Linked DNA regions of Mus musculus: region 1 is linked to region 2. Evidence: chromatin contacts called from public HiChIP or PLAC-seq data. All regions are on one chromosome and are shown on one strand. Each heading gives the region's core, a stretch centred on a gene start, on an enhancer-like site or on the middle of the called end of the contact. The rest is flanking DNA. Distances are from core to core; before and after follow the strand shown. Region 1 holds the start of Ulk4 (unc-51-like kinase 4). Region 2 overlaps Gm39456 (a long non-coding RNA gene).

What was found. HiChIP or PLAC-seq counts read pairs in DNA pulled down with a chosen protein or histone mark.
Region 1: a contact with region 2 is called in an H3K4me3 HiChIP or PLAC-seq map of embryonic limb bud, with 4 times the contacts expected there. The contact joins the promoter of Ulk4 here to the enhancer-like site in region 2. A contact is called at or near these places in 10 of 115 datasets of contacts at active chromatin or transcription factors (bone marrow-derived macrophages, embryonic basal ganglia, embryonic forebrain and 7 more) and 3 of 9 other capture datasets (embryonic stem cells, embryonic trunk and pancreatic islet).

What each region holds. Positions count from the first base shown.
Region 1 is chr9:121,273,919-121,278,541 of GRCm38.p6, forward strand. It overlaps Ulk4 (unc-51-like kinase 4), which reads right to left and starts at 3,254. Exons shown (of 37, transcript NM_177589.3): 1 at 3,142-3,254. Gm34655 (a long non-coding RNA gene) reads left to right here and starts at 3,829. Exons shown (of 2, transcript XR_003948091.1): 1 at 3,829-4,048.
Region 2 is chr9:120,611,200-120,615,837 of GRCm38.p6, forward strand. It overlaps Gm39456 (a long non-coding RNA gene), which reads right to left. Exons shown (of 3, transcript XR_871366.1): 3 at 461-1,267. Among named protein-coding and RNA genes, the nearest start is that of Gm39456, 6.9 kb to the right of the region's middle. Within about 2 kb of position 1,737, at least 1 of the 459 cell types and tissues checked has an H3K27ac peak or open chromatin away from gene starts, as enhancers often do. A contact at or near this core is called in embryonic limb bud, where this site is marked.

The DNA.
Region 1 (4,623 bases), core at 2,004-4,503, 660 kb after region 2:
ATGCAAGCCCTTGACTTCACAACAAAGAGAAGCAAAGAAACAGCCTGTGCGTGTGGCCGTGACAGTGCAGGTCGGGTCAACTGCTCCACGCTGTATAGACCAATGGTCAGGCTACGCCTTGCCAGAAATGACTCCATAATGAAAAACAGGAGTTTGCTCCATTTGAGCTGCCACATCCGGATGACTCGACATCTGCCCAGTGTCAGTCATGGCGCACAGACTGCTGGGTCATTTATTTCAGCAAATAAAATATTATCACCTGTGAACTCACTGAATTAAGTCAAGAAAGCATGGACACCCGACACCAAAGCTAAGTAACACACACACACACTCACACACACTCATACACACACACACACACACACACACACACACTCACACACACACACACACCAGGAGGGCAGAGATGCAGACAGAAGCTAGATGGCAGAAAGAGAAAGCAGATGAGAGACAGAGAGGAGGAGAGGGAAACAGAGAGAGAGAGATTGACAGAGGTGGAGAGGAGAGACAGACAGACAGAGAGGGAGGGGGAAAGAGGGAGAGAGAGACGACATACAGACCAATTTTATTGATATAGACTCAAAATTTTTAAATAAAATACTTACAAACTGAATGCAGGAATACATTAAAACCATGACCAAGCTGGCTGCAATCCAGAGGTGCAAAATGTGTTGTATGCTTACAAGTCAGGCCTGAAGAGATGGCTCAGAGCTTTAAAAGCACAAACAGCTGTTCCAGAGGAGCTAAGTGCAGTTCCCAGCACCACACTGGGTAACTCCCAATCTTACAGAGGCATTTTCCTCTCTAATGACTCTAACTCATGTCGGGCTGACATGAAACTAGCCAGCACACGCATGGATCCTAATTTTTCACCCTGTACAAAAAGTGTGAAAATTTTTAACCCCAAACAAATCAAAGACCTGAAGCAGCAACTCCAGGAATGTTCAGGGAGAGCATTCTAAGTTACAGGCAGAAGCAGTAATGTCCGGAAAGAACTCAGGGTATAACCATGTGAACTAACAAATGACATCAGCTGAAACCCTTCCTCACAGCAAAGGAACCAGTCAGAGTGAAGGCAGCTCACAGAATAGAAGGACGGTCCTTGCTATCAATGCATCTCATAGAAGATTAATGTCTAACACACACACACACACACACACACACACACGCTCAAAAGGGCACCAAGAATATAAACTACCAGCGAACAAATGAGAAAAGGAAAAGAACAGATAGTTCTCAAAAGCAGAAAGACAGACAGCTTATAAATGAGTGAGAATATGTTCCTACCATCAGCCATCAGGGAAATGCAAACTCAAAACACGGGTACTCATCCCAGTCTGAACAGCTGCCATCAAGGAAGCACTGGTGAGGACATGTGCAAAGAAGGAGACTTGTGCAGAGAAGGTAGTATAAGCTTGTGCAGAGAAGGTAGTGTAAGAAACATTCTGGTCCATCAGTGGTGGCGCACACCTGTAATCCCAGCACTCAGGAGGCAGAGGCAGACAAATCTCTGCATTCGAAGCCAACCTGATCTATGGAGTGAGTTTTGGAACATCCAGGGCTAAACTGAGAAATCTTGGCTCAACAAACAAACAAACAAACAAACAGAAGGAGGAGTAGGAGGACAAAAGAAAAGAAGGAGAAGGGAGGGAGGGAGGGAGGGAGGGAGGGAAGGAGGGAGGGAGGGAGGGAGGGAGGAGAAAGGAGGAAGTTCTGGTTTATAAACTGCACCTAGAAGTGGGCAAAGAGTCACAGATAGGCAGACAAAGGCCAGGCTCTTGTGTTTTACAGTAAACCATAGGACATCAACATGGAGCATTCTCAAAAGTCAAATAGAATCGCCTACATGTCCAGTCATGCTACTCCTGTGTTCACAGACACACACACACACACACACACACACACACACACATGCACATACATGCACATGAACATCCAAAGGCAGCTCAGGCAGCATACACAGGGATACTTGGCATCTCTCAGAGCGCCACTCAGCTGTCAGGAAGAGTGGAATTACATCATTTTCAGGAAGATGAATTGAGTCAAAGTCATTGCGGTGATGCTATGAGGTAAGCCAGAGCCAGGCAGACAAACACTACATTATCTCTCTCTGGCAAAATTGAGTGGGAATATACAAAATAGTATATAACCTAGATTTAAACATATATCATATATGAGGAACGGGAGTAAACAGAGGACTACAGGGAAGAAAAATGAGCCTAAAGGGAGGAGAGGCAGGAACAAAGGGTCACGGGAGGCAGTAACGACACAACACCATGTTTCCTCTCATGCAAAATCAAGACATAAAAGTAGGTCCTGTGAAGCCACAAGACAACTATGAGAGGATGAGAAAGAGGACAAGCAGGAGGGGGTAAGAAGAGCAGAGGAAGATAGTGAGGGGCAGACATAAGGAAAACACAAAGACAGACATATAGGAAAATGTCGTAGTGAAGCCCTGAAACTGTATGATAGCTTAAGATGTCATTGTTACAAAAGAACATGGGGCTGAGAAGACGGTTCACCTGGTTAAGTGTTTACTCTGCAAGCCTGAGGACTTGAGTTCAAATACTCAACACACACATAGAAACCCAGTAATCCCAGCTTTGAAGGGCCTACACGGGAGAACCCCAGGAGCTCACTGGCAGGCTAGTCTAGTCTCAACAACCAGCCTCGGGCAGGGGAAAAAGACCTTGTCTCTAGGCAAAAGGCAGACAGGCCAGAGGAAGACACTCAACACCCTTCTCTGCCTGCACACACAGGAGCATCCACCAGTACACTCACATGCATGCGCGCACACTCTCTCACATGTGCAAGAAACCTTGTCAAAACTATCAGTGGACAGAGAGATGGCTCAGCCATTAAGAATACATACTGCTCTTGCAGAGGATCTGAGTTCTGTTCCCAGCACCCACTCCGGGTGGCTCACAACTACCTGTAACTCCAGCTCGAGGAAATCCAACACCATCTTCTGGCTTCCGCAAACACTCAACATGTGCACACGCACGTAAATAAACTTTTTTTTTTTTTTTTTTAAATAAGACTTTAGATAAGTTGCTGTCCTGGGGGAAGTGGTCGCGCCTCTGAGGAGGATGAAGCGGGTCAGAGATGTAACCAGGAATGGAGCCGCAGCTGCCCACCCACCTGCACGATGGTGGGGGACCCGAGTTGCACGCGCTCTGCCTTGCCACGGCGAGGCCACAGCTTGGACAGAGGAAACCGAGGCACCCGAAGACCTGGCCAACTCCCCTGGACGCGTGGGTGAGCCCTCTGCGTCACCATGACAACCTGCGAGACGCGGGGGGGAAAAAGAGCGGGACTTTGATTGGCTGATCGCTACCCAGAAGAACCCGGAAGTGAGCGAGTTTGCGCGCCCATCCAGCGACACTAAGGACCCCACGCCACTTCGAACATGATCTCGCTGGCCTAAGGGGACACTGGAAACTGGAAAGAGACCGGAATCGTGGGCAGTTCTCAGGTTTGCCCGGCGAGCATCCCTCGGTATTTGAAAGCCGCCATCCCATCTCCATGGCAACACAAGGACGGCCGGAAAAGACCCGGATGCTGCCTGGTTGAGCGCTTCCGGCGCTGTGGGCTGGGGCCGGAAATGAGAATCTTTGAGTACACCTAAGTGGCCTTGGGCACTCTAAAGCCAGTGCATCCTTTCTAGAAAGAGGTGGGAGAGATGGCGAGACTCACACAGCCCCACTGCAGGCCCTGCTTGGCGTTTACACGCCCCCTCGTCTCCATGACAGCAATAGGACGCCGGCGATGCAGGGCGCTGATTGGCTGAGATTAGGAGGCATGGACCGGAAGTGGCCGGAGATTGGCGTGGCTAGAGCCAGTCCCCTCCCCATCTGCGCGCCGATGCCTCTGAGCCTCCTCAGGAAACTTCTCGGTCTGGAGCCCGTTGGTCACTGCAGGCTCAGCGGACCGAGGTTAGGACGGATCGGCCTCTCTAGTCAGAGCGTGCAGTGGTGATCAGATCCCACCGGGAAGGCAGCATAATCGCGTGGTCCCAGCCTTCAAGCTGCCTGCGCCGCACATCTTGGTGGGTGGGACTTAAAGTCTTTCACGTCTGCCTGGTCCCAGAGCGTCACAGCTTTAGCTGTTTTGCTGTGTTTCCTTCTTAAACAGGGTTTCACGCTGTAGCCCAGGTTGGCCTCCAACTGGAGTCCTCCAACTTCCATTCTGATGTGAGAGCAGGCTGACAGTATCTATGGAAGGAAGAAAGCCCAACTCAGTTGACCAGAATCGGGCTAGAGATGGGGCTAAAGTTCCTTTTCTAGGTGGGGTGTGGCGGTGGGGAGATAGGACCCTACGTTTCTTGTTTTGTTTTGTTTTTTCGAGACAGCGTTTCTCTGTGTAGCCATGGCTGTCCTGGAACTCACTTTGTAGACCAGCCTGGCCTCGAACTCAGAAATCCGCCTGCCTCTGCCTCCCAAGTGCTGGGATTAAAGGCGTGCGCCACCACTGCCCGGCGGACCCCAAGTTTCTAAGGATAAACCAAGGTATAATTCCACCACAGCTCATGCGAGGGAACCAATGAATTTGTTAGGCTTACATACAGAGCCCGGATGAGGGCTTACAGACAGAAGCACTGCAAACCCAAAGCACTGGAAAAGT
Region 2 (4,638 bases), core at 487-2,986:
CCACTGATGTTCACTGACTCCCAAATGAAGACCTTGACAGAAGTCAGCAGCTGAGGGTGATGGGGTGGTGTTCCACTCTGACATCAGTGCTCCTCACTGTGGTGCCTCAGCAGCTGAGTTCAGGAGGCTCTGTGGTCACAGCATTCTGCATCTAGTCTGAGGGGTTTCCCTCTGTCCATTCTGTGGTTGATGGTGTCCTTTTGTGTCTGGAGCTGAGGGCTTTGAGTGCCTTTTGAAAGGTCTAAGGCAGTGGTTCTCGACCTTCCTAATGCCACGACCCTTTAACGTGGCTCCTCGTGTTGTGGTGATCGCAGCCATAAAATTATTCTGTTGCTACTTCAGTAATTTTGTTATGAATTATAATGCAAATATGTGTATTTTCCCATAGCCCTTAGGTAACCCCTGTGAGTTATTTGACAGCCCCCAAAGGGGTCATGACCTATAGGTTGAGAACTGCTGGTCTATGTGCAGTGTATGTGCACTGTATGTGTGTGCACTCAGGTGCAGACACACTTGGTCAGAAGTTGACTTTAAGTATCACTTAGTACTCTACCTTATTTTTGTTTTAAGATTTATTTTTGCTATTTTTTTAGAACTATGTGTATATGTGCTTGTATGCAAGTGAGTGAGGTTACCTGTGAAATTGAGACAAGGACATTGGGTCCTGGAGCCTGAGTTGGATGCGACTGTGATCTTCCTTAATGTGGGCACTGGAAAGAGAACTCAGGCCCTCTGCAACAACTGCGAGTGACTTTAGCAGTGGAGCCATCTTTTCCTTATGTTTTGCAGCAGGCTCTCTCAGAGCCTGGAGCTCACATTTCAGCTAGGCTGGCCAGTGAGCCCTGACATTCGCTTGTCTCCAGGGTGACCAGTGCTGGCATTGCAGACATGTTGTTATGCTTGGCTTTTGCTTGACAGTTGGGGATCCAAACCCAGGACCTCCTGCTTGCGTTTCCATTATTTTTACCCATGGAGCCATCTCTTCCTCTCTTAGAATATCCATGGGCTTTGAGCAGTCCTGATGGAGAAGTCTGATTCCTTCAGGGGAGGGAGCTATGTGTTCCTGGTTGTACACAGGCTGGAACCTGCTGTGGGAGGGCGAGGAGTCTCCTTTTCAGATGCTCAGAGGTAGGCTGGTTTCACATTAGAGTCCAGGGCACCTGACTCCGGGCTAAGCTGAGGAGGAGAGATGTTGGCAGGTTTTGATCCCAGAGGACATGGGTGCACCTCTCCTTTCAGCTGCTTCCTCTCATCCTAGACAGGAGCCCTGGGTGGAGAAGTGGAGAGAAACTGAACAAAGTATGGCGGGCGTCCCTTTAATTTCGGAAACAAGCCCGCAAGGGAGATGGCTTTCTATTTAGAGAAGAGGAGCCAGGCGTGTGACTTCAACCCAAACTGCTCAGTTTAAATCCCTTTCTCAATAGGAAATAAAGAAGAAAGGAAAGGAGATGGCTGGGGAGCCCGGGTGGCAATTATAGTTCTCGTGGAGAAAGAGCACAGCCCTTTGAGGTTATACCCAGCACCATGGACCCAGCTAGGCACTGCTCAGCTAATTAAAACCAGGACGATGGAGGTCAGAGTCAGGGCCTAAAGTGGGCTCAAGGGGCTGGTAAAAGGTAAAATTGGGAGTGAGTGCTGGGCTGTAGTCATTCTCTCTGGGTCTTCCCTATAACAGAATCTGGTGTGAGCCCTGTGTAGCCTATTGGCAGAGTGTGAGCTCTGTGCAGCCTGTGGGAGGAGTGTGAGCTCTGTGCAGCCTGTGGGTGAAGTGTGAGCCCTGTGCAGCCTGTGGGAGGAGTGTGAGCCCTGTGCAGCCTGTGGGCCATGTATAGCCAAGGATAGCTAGGAACATAGCTCAACACTGTCATAAACCTACTTAAAGCACTGTTAAGAGGTATTTATTTTTTGTGGGGATGGACTCAACTGCACAATGTTCCAGTGGAAACTGAATGGGTTACTATCATGGAGCAACATTAAAAAATTGGACAGGTGTGGGTGGCTTATGCTTTCCCAGAAATTGAACTTTTTTTTTTTTTAATACATGGTCTCATGTAGCTCAGGCTGGCTTTAACTTGCTTTGTAGCTAAGAATCATCTTTAATAGAATCTCTTGCCTCTTTGAATATTGAGTGTGGTAGTTAGTTTGTCTACTTGACACAATCTAGTCCCCTGAGAAGAGCCTCAATAAGGTACTATCTGGATCAGGTTGGCATGTGAGAGTGTGCGTGCGCCTGTGTGTGTGTGTGTGTGTGTATGTGTGTGTGTGTGTGTGTGTGTGTGTGTGTGTGTGTACGGCAGGGGAAATTGTCTCCATTGTGGGAAAGACACAGCCTCAGAGTGGATGGGCACACCATTTTCTGATTTAGGAGCCAGGGTTGTATAAGAATAGAGAAAGCGGGCTGAGCTCCATGTACACAGGCACCTACTTCTCTCTGCTCTTGACTAAGGTGGTGACAAGCAGCTTCAAGCCCTGCCACTGTGGTGTCCCTGAAGTGATGAATTGTGACCTCAGATTATGAGCTAAAATAAACCCCTTTCCCTTAAGTTTCTTCTTTTTGTCTGGTTATTTTATCACAGCAACAGAAACGAAACACAGGATGTGCCACCCGCTAGGCCCTTTTGCTTTGTTGATGATGTTGAACCCACAGAGCTCTTCCTGCCTCTGCTCCCTGCTTGCTGGGATTAAAATTATGCACCTATAACCAACTGTCTGTTCTGTTCTGTTGTTCTTTCTTTCTTTCCTTCTTTCTTTCTTTCTTTCTTTCTTTCTTTCTTTCTTTCTTTCTTTCTTTCTTTCTTTCTCTTTGTAGTCCAGTCTTTCCTGAAACTCATATGTAGTCCAGACTAGCCTCAAACTCACAGCCATCCTCCTGCTTCAGCTCCCCAAGTGCTGGGACTATAGTCATGAGTCACCATGTCTAGCTCACATACACTGCTGAAGGTAGTTTGTACATCTAATTTCCTTTAAAGAACACACCCGTCCTTAGAAGCAGGCCCTGCCCTCTCATCTTACGGACAAGGGGTGTGATTGGACGAGAACATGCTGCTGAGTCAGCGATTGCTTGGTTCTCACCCATAACTAGGCATCCTGGCCTGAAAGCCTCATCTTGTACCCACTGTGCATCATCTGCTTCTCACGGGGCTCACGGGGATGGCTGGCCTCTAGCTCAGCTCCAGGTTCAGTAAGAAACCCCCAATTGAAAGGTGTAAGGTGTGGTAGAGTGGGTATGCTGGCTGGCTTTATGTCACCTTAACACAAGCCAGTGTCACCTTTCAAAGGGGAACCTCAGTTGAGAAAATACCTCCGCTAGACTGGCCTGTGGTACATTTTCTTGATTGATGATTGATGAAGAGACTGGCTACCTCACTGTAGGCCATCAGTCCTCAACTTTCTTGATGTTAGAACCATTAATACCTTTATCTTGCGCGCGCCGGACTGGCCAGCAGTAACGACGCTGCAACAGGATCCTTCTGCACACGTTTATTGGGAGAGCTTGATTGTAGAGGCGAAGAGACCCCGAGCCCAGAACTGGTGCTGCTTATATAGGCCTAGGAGAGGCATGTCTCACACCCGGATTGGTTATGCACTATGCCTCATTTGCATGTTCCTCATCTGATTGGCTACTCTCTCTCTCTCTCTCTCTCTCTCTCTCTCTCTCTCTCTCTGTACCTCACAGAGCCTCATTATCATACCTCATTTGCATGTCTCACATCTGATTGGTTATACTCTCAAAGCCTCATTATCATGCCCGGGCCAGGCAGTGTCTTTGCAAAAAACTTTACTGCATACGTACACATTGGTTGTTTGTCCAAACTTATGCGTGGTGGCCAGCAGTAGTCAGTGCCACTCTGCAACGGCACATATGGCTTCCCACACCTTTAGTCATGTTTTGGTGACTTCTGACCTTAAAATTGTTTTCATTGCTACTTCACAATTTTAGTTTTGCTACTGGTCTGAATTGTAATGTGAATGTTTGTGTTTTCCAATGGTCTTACACGACCCCCGTGAAGGAGTCTCCAGCCACAGGTTGAGAACTGTTATTGTGGACTGATGCATTCCTGGGTTATATAAGAAAGCAGGCTGAGCAATCTATGGGGAGCAAGTCAGTAAGCAGCGCCCCTCCGTGTTCTCTGCATCAGCTCCTGCCTCCAGGTTCCTACTTCGCTTTAGTTCCACCCAGATTTCTTCTGTGATTGACCTGGAAGTGTAAGATAAAATAACTTCTTCATCCCTAAGTTAGTTTTGGTCATGGTGTTTTGTTACAGCAACAGAAACCCTAAGACAGCAGAACACCTGACATCTTCCTCTGACCACTAAGTGTGCACCAGTACATGTTCCTCCCTACGCGTGTGTGCATGTAACACATGCACGAATGTACTCACACATATACACACATGCATGTGCATGCATGCACATGCACACTAAGACCATGCAGAGTTAGGCTTGGGCTGGTCACTCCTCATAGATAGCATTGTCTACTAGCCGGGTGGTGGTGGCACACGCCTTTAATCCCAGCACTTGGGAGGCAGAGGCAGGCGGATTTCTAGTTCGGGGCCAGCCTGGTCTACAGAGTGATTTCCAGGACAGCTGAAGTTACAGAGTAAGATCCTGCCTCAAAAACAAACAAACAAACAAACA